Linked DNA regions of Mus musculus: regions 2 and 3 are each linked to region 1. A link is a contact called in public HiChIP or PLAC-seq data. All regions are on one chromosome and are shown on one strand. Each heading gives the region's core, a stretch centred on a gene start, on an enhancer-like site or on the middle of the called end of the contact. The rest is flanking DNA. Distances are from core to core; before and after follow the strand shown.

Region 1 (3,310 bases), core at 65-2,564:
GACCAGCCTGGGGTATATGAGATCCTATCTCAAAAGAGCATTACCTCTTTTAGTAAGAACTATAAATATTTAAGAGTGTAGATTTCAATATACATTGTTCATATTGTTTTAGCGCCATTACAGAGCATAAGCGACTGTAGGCGGTCGCGCAAGCAGCTTTGGGGAATGCCTCTATATACAAAACGATGCTGAAAGGGCCGTGGTCCTTCTTGCTTCTGATGTTATAAGCAGTGCTGTTTTATGCAGGCACACAGTTAGGCTTTAACTGCAAGGAGCCTGGGACTGATGGCTGTCTTCCCTCTACCCCCCCCCCCCACTTTGATCCTAATTCAAAATGGGTGGGCCCAGTGGGTTAAGGTTTGTACTCAAGCAGTTCCTGGTAACCACTGAGTCATCAGTACGCCACAGATTAGTCTTGCTGGCTAGCGGAGAGTGGGAGCCAAATGAGAAGTGCTAAAGGCTCAAGGACATTTGTGGTGGGAGATAAGAGGTAGAGAATGACCTCTGAGTTCACAGTGGGAATATCCAGTGAGTTTCCAGCTGTGTTGGGGGAGATACTTCCGGTACTAAAGCTCTGCCCGTTTCCTATGATTGACAGTCCAAAGGAGAAAGGTTAACGAAACAAAGACGCATTTCCCTCCGCACCCACTTTCCTCTAAATAGCTCGTGTTGGTGTGTAAAAACTAAACTTGTCACCCTGCTCCCAATGTAGAACATCCTACTTGTGTGCCGCAGGTGTCACAGCGAGCTCGTGGGGAGCCAGTCATGCCACGTGCTCATCCGAAACAGCCCGAGGAAGCTGTGGAGTTGATTGTGAGCTCTGGGGTTGCTTTACTCAAGAGCCTGTATTTCTAAATGCTTTCATTTTTTCAGGTCCTCTCTAAAGAAGTTTGAGTTCCTCACAGTTTCTCAGAGTGACTTGTGACTGAAGTGTCACTGAAAGCTCAGGGTGTTTCTGTCGTTCCCTCCACACACCCCCTCCCCCCCTTTCTTTTTTTAAAATTTCGACTTCATTCAGAAACCATTAGACATTGCTAAGCGGCTGCAAGATGTGCCCACTAGGAAGAAGGTCCATAGCCAGAGAGCACATAGAGCCAGGGGTCCGGAGGCCTTGGCAATATGAAACTCAGGGATATCACCTCAGATGTCCTTAAAATGTGAAGCAAAAATGGAGGAGGGGGAAAAAAGGAACTATTCAATTGTCCCAGGAGGCTGGCCTTTAGCCTGCGCAGAGGAAGTGCAGGGCGCAAGGGTGCAGGGGTGCAGGGGTGCAGAGGAGGCGGTGTTAACAGCCTTCTGGTGAAAGAGGGGAGTACAGAAAGCTTAAGTTGCTTCTAGGGACTCTCTGGGTGGAAGGATCTGGGCCTGCTGCGCCCGCCCGTGCAAACAGAATTGCAGAAGTTGAGCCTACGCTTATCATTTCCCTGAGAAGAAAAGCATATTTCCAGTTTCCTGTGCCTAAGAACAAGCATCCAGCGCCCTTCCCGCGGCTCAAACCCAGGCTGACCTGTGCATATGGGTCAGGGGGATCAGGATGGGGCCTGCGCATGAGGCAAGCCTCTGCTACAAGAACTAGAGGAAGCGATTCCAGAAGGAGATCACAGTCCCCAGCACTACTCAGACTCAGGAGCTGAAGACCAGGGGCGTTCAGTGTAAGTAGCTCATTCTACTCTGGTTCATGTCGCCCAGGATGAGGAGGAAGAGCCTCTGCCGCTTTCCTGGATCCCAGCTGCTGGGTTAGCCAGTGGAAGGGTTAGCTAGCATCGCTCGCTCTCGCTCCCGGGATCTCAGCCTCTGGCCAGGGCCATAGACCCCTCCCCTGCTCCCCGCACCCCAGGCTGTTGCTAGATTTGTCTATGGCTATCTTTCCGTTTAAAATGAAACAGAGCTGGGGCTTACTTAGCTCAGAGGCAACTTACCCTTGTGTGCAAGAGTGTGTATCAATATTAAACACATGTAAACTTGCTTTAAAATTTTTAATGTGTTCTTAATATAAATGTGTGTGTGTATGTATGGATATATATGCACACTTTAGTTTTGTTTTTGAGACAGGGTCTCACTGTGTAGTTCTGACTGACCTAAAACTCTCTGTAGACTATGCTCACCTCAAACTCACAGAGATCTACCTGCTTCTGCCTCCAGAGTGCTGGGGTTAAACTGTGTGCGTTCCTCTGCTCAAATATACTTTACCTTTGAAACGGGTATTTAGAATTTTGTGTGCCAGCCAAAGGCCTATTATGAGCATTTACCAAGAATAATGTGAGAAGACAAGTGTCAAATTACAAATGTCAGGCTATTTATAAACCTGCTTTATTCTACAAAGATGAAATGGAAATTGTAAAGCTTGCGTGCCTCGCCGTTTACCGGACAGCTGCTTTTGTTCAGTGAACTTCTTAATTTAGTGGGACAGATTTTTTTTTTCCAGACATAAGAGTTCATTTATCTCGTGACCCAAATGGTGCTTGGTCTGGGTTTATTGTGAATTTCTGTACCTTTTTCACTGTTGGCCTGAGGAAGTGGCTGAGGCGTTTAAGGAATTGCTTCCTTTTAGAATAGCAACATTGTTCAATATTTTATTGTTACTGTCTTGGTTTGTACAGCTCACTGGTTTTCAATGTTTCAGAAAGCAATAAAAACTGTTCTTTAAATCAGGGAGGGTACAGTGTTGTCATTGCTCAGGAGGCTTTGGAGAAGGGTCTCTTGTGAGAAGAGCTACCCTGTGGAGGCACCGATAAGCAGCTGCGCCCAGTTTGGTGCTTCAGAGCCCATGCTCAGAGCACTAACCCACCGGCCACTTACATCTGTCTTTTGATGAAATTGATATTACATCTCAGTGTTTTGTGAGCAAGTAAGAATTTGGGTCCCCCTTCTCAAGGGTTCCCTGTGGCATCTGAGCAGGAGTGTCTACAGTTATGACACATCCCAAAGGCCATTGTGGGGTTCCTTGCTGGTTATGGTCCTCCAGCCCAGCCTCCAGAGACAATTGGTTGGAATGGTATTAGAAGCGCTTTTTTTTTTTTTTTTTTTTTCATGTGTGGACTTCCTTCCTCAATGCACCTGCTCTCGAGCTACCAGAATTCATGGAACACATGTAGATGGGTGTATTTTGCCTGCCCAGAGAAGGCACACCTATGGGTTTTTGCTCAAGACCATGTCTTTACATGAAGGTCTCTCTCAACACCTGTGAAAATCAACTTTTGGGCAAAGAGAGCAGTTCACATTTTCACAATGCTCTACATAGCAGGTCGACTTGGGACAGCAAAGAGTGAGGATAGTAGCCACACACACACACACATACACATCCCCCACC
Region 2 (2,963 bases), core at 327-2,826, 150 kb after region 1:
GGTATTTTCGAATCAGCCTCATCATGTCCTCTATGCAGATGGCCCTGTTTATGGGCCTGTTTCCAGAACCGGTGTCTTTAGGCCCAACAATGACTGTTAATGAGGCTTTAGCAAATTCTCTGGGGCTGACCACAGGTAGGAATACCTTTGCTGGGTATTGGTCTGATGGTCTGATCATGTAGACAATGAGGAATAAGGCAGCCATGGATCTCCACAGAGCAGAGCAGAGGTAAGACAAACTGGGAGTTGTTGTAATAAAATTTGATGAGACTTATAAAGTCTGGAGTCTCACAGCAGTCAAGTCAAAGCGTAGTTTGATGGTGACAGTGTGAGGAGCTGACGCTCACTATGAGAAATGTGGGTTGTTGACAACATATGCCATTGAATCCACAAACTTACAGTCCTTTAAGGCCTCCTTTCTGCCCCCACACTTTACCCTCCCCCTCCTTTCTCCTCAACTCTTTTCTTTTTATACCCTTTCCCCTTGGCCCCTTTTCTTTTATACCTAAGTTAAGAACATAGTTTCTTTTTCATTAGTATTCAAATTGCTATCTCTTTGTTTTTAACTGGAATTGGGGAGCTTCCTCAGGTCAGAAGGCACTTTCACTAGAAACAACCAGAAACAAACTAACCAGAAACTGAGTTCAAACACTTAGTGAGCCTCTTTACGATGATCAGTTCTTATTAAACAATACAGACTTAGGCAAAATGAGTCAGACATAAGGATATCGCATTCCCCGAGACCATTTGAACTCTAAGAAGTATTTTCTATTATTAAAGTAGTTCACCAGGCAGTGGTGGCACACGCCTTTAATCCCAGCACTCGGGAGGCAGAGGCAGGTGGATTTCTCAGTTTGAGGCCAGCCTGGTCTACAGAGTGAGTTCCAGGACAGCGAGGGCTACACAGAGAAACCCTGTCTGGACAAACCAAAAAAAAAAAAAAAAGTAGTTCACTTGTTTTTGCCCAGTCCAAAATATTGGAAAAACAATGTAAAATACATTCTGAAACTCATATCCCAAGAGGTCTGTCAGTCCTCCAATTTCTTAGAACAGGTGTCTTATTTCCATACCTAAATTTATGCAGTTTGGGGCTTCACCTGGATGGGGGGGGGGGGGAAGAGCAGACTTTCTTGCAAAATCAAGCAAGCAAACAAAGGAATTCCCCCACCTCCACTCCCCTTGCCCTGCACTTTAAAGCTAGATAGAGAAGTCACCTAACTGAAACTTCAAAACAATGTGGCCTTGGATTTGAGTTTCAGTCTGGCGGTTTGAGGTTTGTAGGACCCCCAAGGCCACACACAGCATGTGGAGTGCCTTGTCTGTCCCAGATGACTTCTGCTATTATCGTGTTAATTTGATCCTTTGAAGGTGCAAAGAATTAGAAATAACCACCTGATCATCTGTTCCAGGTTTGCTTAAAAGCGAATGGTGAGAAAAAGTAGGTAAAAGTTGAAGGGCCCGTTGACTGGCTAATGGAGAACTCACTAGCCTGTCTTGGCCATCGGGCGGGCGAGCTGTGAGGAACAGCTCCAGCGAGGGCGCCTCCGTTCCCCTCCCTTGACCAGCACTCAGCTCCCCTCCCGTGACGTCACGGGAGACCTTGGCTCCTTGCCACGCCCATGACTCAGCTCTAGCGTCTGCTTTTCTCCACCTGCTTATTTTCTAATTACTACCACTGACTTCGCTCACTTTCTCTCAGTCTTGCGGCTTTGCTTACTCATGGCTTCTGTTTCCTGTCTTCCTTCCCTCCACTTCTGCATTTACCCAGCGTTGACCCTCCCAGGATGTTTCCTACGCAAATTCTGCAAGACAAAAGAAAGTTGAGTGCTACATTCCAGGCCAGGAGACTTCAGGTCCCATGCCCTCCCTGACTAATTAGCAAGTCTCAACAACAGCAAGGACGTAGCAACACACCTCTAGGGAGCATCTCACCAAGCCACTGTGATGCTTTGCACGGGAGAGCCACAAACTGTTGTAACCAAAGACACTTAGCCTGAAAGACTGCACGGTGTTTATCATTCAATTTTGAAACTAAACAAAGCCTGGTGTTAAGGTATGTTAGTGGTCCTCATCACTGCAGAACCTACCGAATATGGAAAAGTCTAAAGCTTGGCTGGTAAACCCTGCCAAAAGTGAGCCGCTTTGGCCGAATTGTCTTTGCTTAGGAGAGTGAGTGGTATTGGTATATGCATTGAAGGAAGATTGCTGACTTTAGAAAAAGTAGAGTAGGAAGCGAACAAGAAATGCGTCCTTAGTTTCCCACCTCGGGATGCTACAAGGAAGTGGGAAGGCAGAAACAGGACTAGGATCAAAACCACAAAACCGGCTACTCACCCAGAGCCCAGGCTTTCTGGGCTGGACTTCGTATGTGCACAGGCATATCTTTTTCTTTGCTGGAGGAAGATTCCATAGTGTAACAAAGACTTTGAAACTCTCATTAGAGAATCTCCAACCCCAGCTCCAGGCGCTTATTCTGCCAATACGATTTCGCCATTTCCTCCCTTAAACAATGTGAGTGACAGAAGCTCTGTCCTAGGTTTGACGTGGGGTATAAAGAAAGGCCTCGGGCCGCATATCAGGAGGAAGGCTTGCGTTAACTCTTGTCAAATGTTAAGCATGCCCAGTCATGCATTAATCAATCCTTCAAGACTGACTGAGAGGGGCAACTTCCATCACACCCATAAATAAAGCCGCAGACTGTGGGGTGTGCACAGTGCTTGGCAGGGAAACATTTATAAGTGATTTGTCATAAGGATATTCATATCTATTACAGACATTGATTTTGTTGTAAGAATCTAATGTTTTGAGCCTTTTTTTTTTTTTTTTTTTTTTTTGGCTGTACAATCAAGGGATTAGGAAGAAGATAAGGAGGAGACATTACCTCACAGGCTATCCACACATATTATCTCTATATAATTTAGTTGTGATTATAATTATAATTCCCTAAAAAGCACTCATGGCTT
Region 3 (3,045 bases), core at 96-2,595, 250 kb after region 1:
TATTTATTTCTCCATATCTATTCAAAATATAATAAGCTAGTACTGGGGCTTAGATCTGGAAGGAGCTAAGTTGACACAACGTTTTGAAATGTCTTCGCATTCCCTACTTTTCTCTTAAATGTTTAACCTTGGCATGATCACATACCAGACACAGGAAGCCTGAGTGCAGACGACCAAGTGAAAGAGAGCATTTCAACATGGCTTCTCTCGGGCTCTCCACTCCTTCCCGCGCCGTTAGGTCAAGAGAAGCATCATCAGGTTCATCACTATTTCCAGGTGCTAGGAAAATTTTAAATGTTGCATTGAAATATGCATTTTTATAATACTTTCTTGGGCCCACATCACAAAATGTCAGCATAATAGAGATGTTTTAACAGCCCAGAAGTAGTGTTTTTCTCGCACACACAAGGCCCTGGGTTCAACCACTAAGAAAATAAAACCAACCAAAAAACAAGCACAGTGCTTGACTCTTTCCGTCCTTTGGATTTTGTTGTTTAACGCTGGTGTCGTTCCACCATTGCTGATTCTCATGGTGGAACAGCCCACTATCAACTCTCCTGTGCTTAAACGAATGTTCTCTACTCTGCAGAAAGCAAGTCTCAGGTGCAGAGAGGCACATCTGTATGTGTACATGTGCATACACACACACACACACACACACACACACACACTCTCTCTCTCTCTCTCTCACATACACACTCGTTCATACAGGCTCACATTCACACATACACACTCACATACACACACACTCATACAGTCACACATGCACACACACAGTCCCATATATACTCATACACACTCATGCACACTCACATAGACACACACCTCACATACACATACACTCACACAGTTATGCAGTCACACACACACTCACATATATACTCATACCACTCATACACACACAGTCACATACACACACTTACACTCACATACACATACACTCACACATATTCTCACACACAAACACACTCACATACTCTCGAGCATTCACACACTACTTGTCTGTATTGCTGCTCCAACAGGGATGGGAATGAGTCACAGTGATTGATTGGTTTATGGTGGTGATGAGTCACTAGGACCAAACATTCTTCAAAGCTCTTGGCTGATGAGAGATGACATTTTGGAAAATGGGAAGAAGACCATGGTGTCTTACTGTCTCCCCATGGAAGGTGTTTACCAGCTGCCTGGAGGGCTATTTTTATCCCTGCACATCCTGCTCATGAGGCTTCACACACCCACTCGCATGCCACCCCCACGACATGCAGATTCCTGTTATTCATCCTTCAAGTCCACACCAGGAAGCTTTTACTCAAGCATGACTGTGCAGGCTGTCACTGAGCACAGCGCTAGCTTCCATCCTCGGCGCTGCGGTCTCACACTTGGTGATTGATGTGTGCTAGGCACCAGGATTAGTGCTTTCATTTCTTGTTTTCTTTAATCCTCTAGACACCACCCAGGGCAGTGAGTGAGCTCACTGTGCGCTTAGACAGACAGAAAAGGACTCACAAGCCTCCTCATCCTCTCTACTCTGAGGTTCAGTGGGTCCAGATGGCCTCCAAGTATGGCCGAGTGGACCATGCAGGTAACCAGGCCCTGCATGATGCACCCACTCTCCTTGGTATGTTTTGTTTTGGGGTGTGTGTGTGTGTGTGTGTGTGTGTGTGTGTGTGTGTTGTTTGTTTGGATGATAGAGTCTCATTCTGTAAGCCATGCTGGCCTTGACTGGAGATCCTCCTGTCTTGGCCTCCCTACTACTGGAGTGACAGGTGTGGGCCACTAAGCCTCGATTGTCATGTTCAAACTCCTCCACTGTCCCCACACTCTCTTGCTTCCTGCCTTGCTGTCATGGTAACAGAGTGGTTACAGGTAAAGTTGACACCAGAGCAAAGACGTGGAGAGACAGACAGGTTCTAGAGATGCAGGTACCTCATGTTATGAGCAGTCCTTTAGTCTGGGAGCAAGAACTTGGTGACCTCTGGGCACTCCTCTGTGGTTTGTCAGAGTTTTAGAGGAACAGGGCAGGGAGAATGCATACACACACTGTGACTGTGTAAACATATATACACATACTTACATCCATGAGAATTCACCAGATTGACTGACTTGATAGGGCTGGATAGCCCAATGGCTGTCTCTACACTGCAGAGGCTAAGGACCCTAAGCTGGAGGCTTCAGCAGTACTCACCTGCTGTGGAGGGACTAGAAGTTTCCTGGAAGCTGCTTGTCTTTGACTTGTGTTGAAATGCTGAAGAAATGGGTCTGATGTCAGCAGAGGAGACACACTCTGGAGACCAGGTGGGCAGCCCACTGCATCTTGCTTCTGGCTAACAAGCGGTTCTCCTGTGGTAGCTACTGGATACTCTTGGCTCAACTTTTTCATCTGCAAAGTTAGAAAAATATGTTTTCTTAAATCATTGTGAAGACAAAAACATCCATATGGTGTGCTGAATATGCTAGAGGCAAATGCCCCCTCCCCCACTCTCTCATGTCCACCAACCCCCCTACTTGCTTATGCCCACCAAATGTCCCCTCCCCCACTCTCTCATGTCCACTAACATATTGTATCTCTTCCCATTTGTCTCTTTGAAAACACTTGAAGAGGCCAGTTAACTAAAATTTTTAAGCATTTAACTTTGTCATTTATTGGTGATATTTAAATACCCAGAGAATAACATGCACCTTGCAGCTAAGCCAGAGAAATAAATCAAGGCTGGTATGTACAAACCCCATGTAAATTCTCTGTGGGACAGGAGAGTTTTCGTTCACCACGGCTCTCAGGTCACAACCTTAGACCAACGTGGGGTTTATCACTCACGCTTCCCACAGATGGCTCTTATACAATCCCAAGACATACTTCCCTCCAAATTATTACATTGGCATAGCAGAAGATGAACTCAAGTCTGTAGGATCTCAATGGAAAGAACAAATCTCAGAGCCATGGGCTCTGTGTGTTTGGGAACTTGAGAGAACTTTGCTGGTATACAGGGCTCTTGTAGCCAGAATCTAACTCTGGCCTGGAAGAAGAGCATCCAGGCTTGCGACAGA

What was found. HiChIP or PLAC-seq counts read pairs in DNA pulled down with a chosen protein or histone mark.
Region 2: a BATF HiChIP or PLAC-seq map of CD8 T cells shows a contact between it and region 1, with 10 read pairs. The contact joins the enhancer-like site here to the promoter of Lrmp in region 1. A contact is called at or near these places in 1 of 484 Hi-C or Micro-C datasets (B cells), 6 of 115 datasets of contacts at active chromatin or transcription factors (CD8 T cells, the HPC-7 cell line, double positive thymocytes and 3 more) and 2 of 9 other capture datasets (adipose tissue and pancreatic islet).
Region 3: a FOXA1 HiChIP or PLAC-seq map of pancreatic cancer cells shows a contact between it and region 1. The contact joins the enhancer-like site here to the promoter of Lrmp in region 1. A contact is called at or near these places in 3 of 115 datasets of contacts at active chromatin or transcription factors (double positive thymocytes, microglia and pancreatic cancer cells) and 1 of 9 other capture datasets (adipose tissue).

The regions. Positions count from the first base shown.
Region 1 is chr6:145,120,455-145,123,764 of GRCm38.p6, forward strand. It overlaps Lrmp (lymphoid-restricted membrane protein), which reads left to right and starts at 1,315. Exons shown (of 19, transcript NM_008511.4): 1 at 1,315-1,652.
Region 2 is chr6:145,274,790-145,277,752 of GRCm38.p6, forward strand. No RefSeq gene overlaps it. Among named protein-coding and RNA genes, the nearest start is that of Gm15706, 26 kb to the left of the region's middle. Within about 2 kb of position 1,577, at least 235 of the 459 cell types and tissues checked have an H3K27ac peak or open chromatin away from gene starts, as enhancers often do. A contact at or near this core is called in B cells, CD8 T cells, the HPC-7 cell line and 6 more, where this site is marked.
Region 3 is chr6:145,372,731-145,375,775 of GRCm38.p6, forward strand. It overlaps LOC105247329 (a long non-coding RNA gene), which reads right to left. Exons shown (of 4, transcript XR_001785414.2): 3 at 2,186-2,380. Among named protein-coding and RNA genes, the nearest start is that of Gm38926, 26 kb to the left of the region's middle. Within about 2 kb of position 1,346, at least 93 of the 459 cell types and tissues checked have an H3K27ac peak or open chromatin away from gene starts, as enhancers often do. A contact at or near this core is called in pancreatic cancer cells, where this site is marked.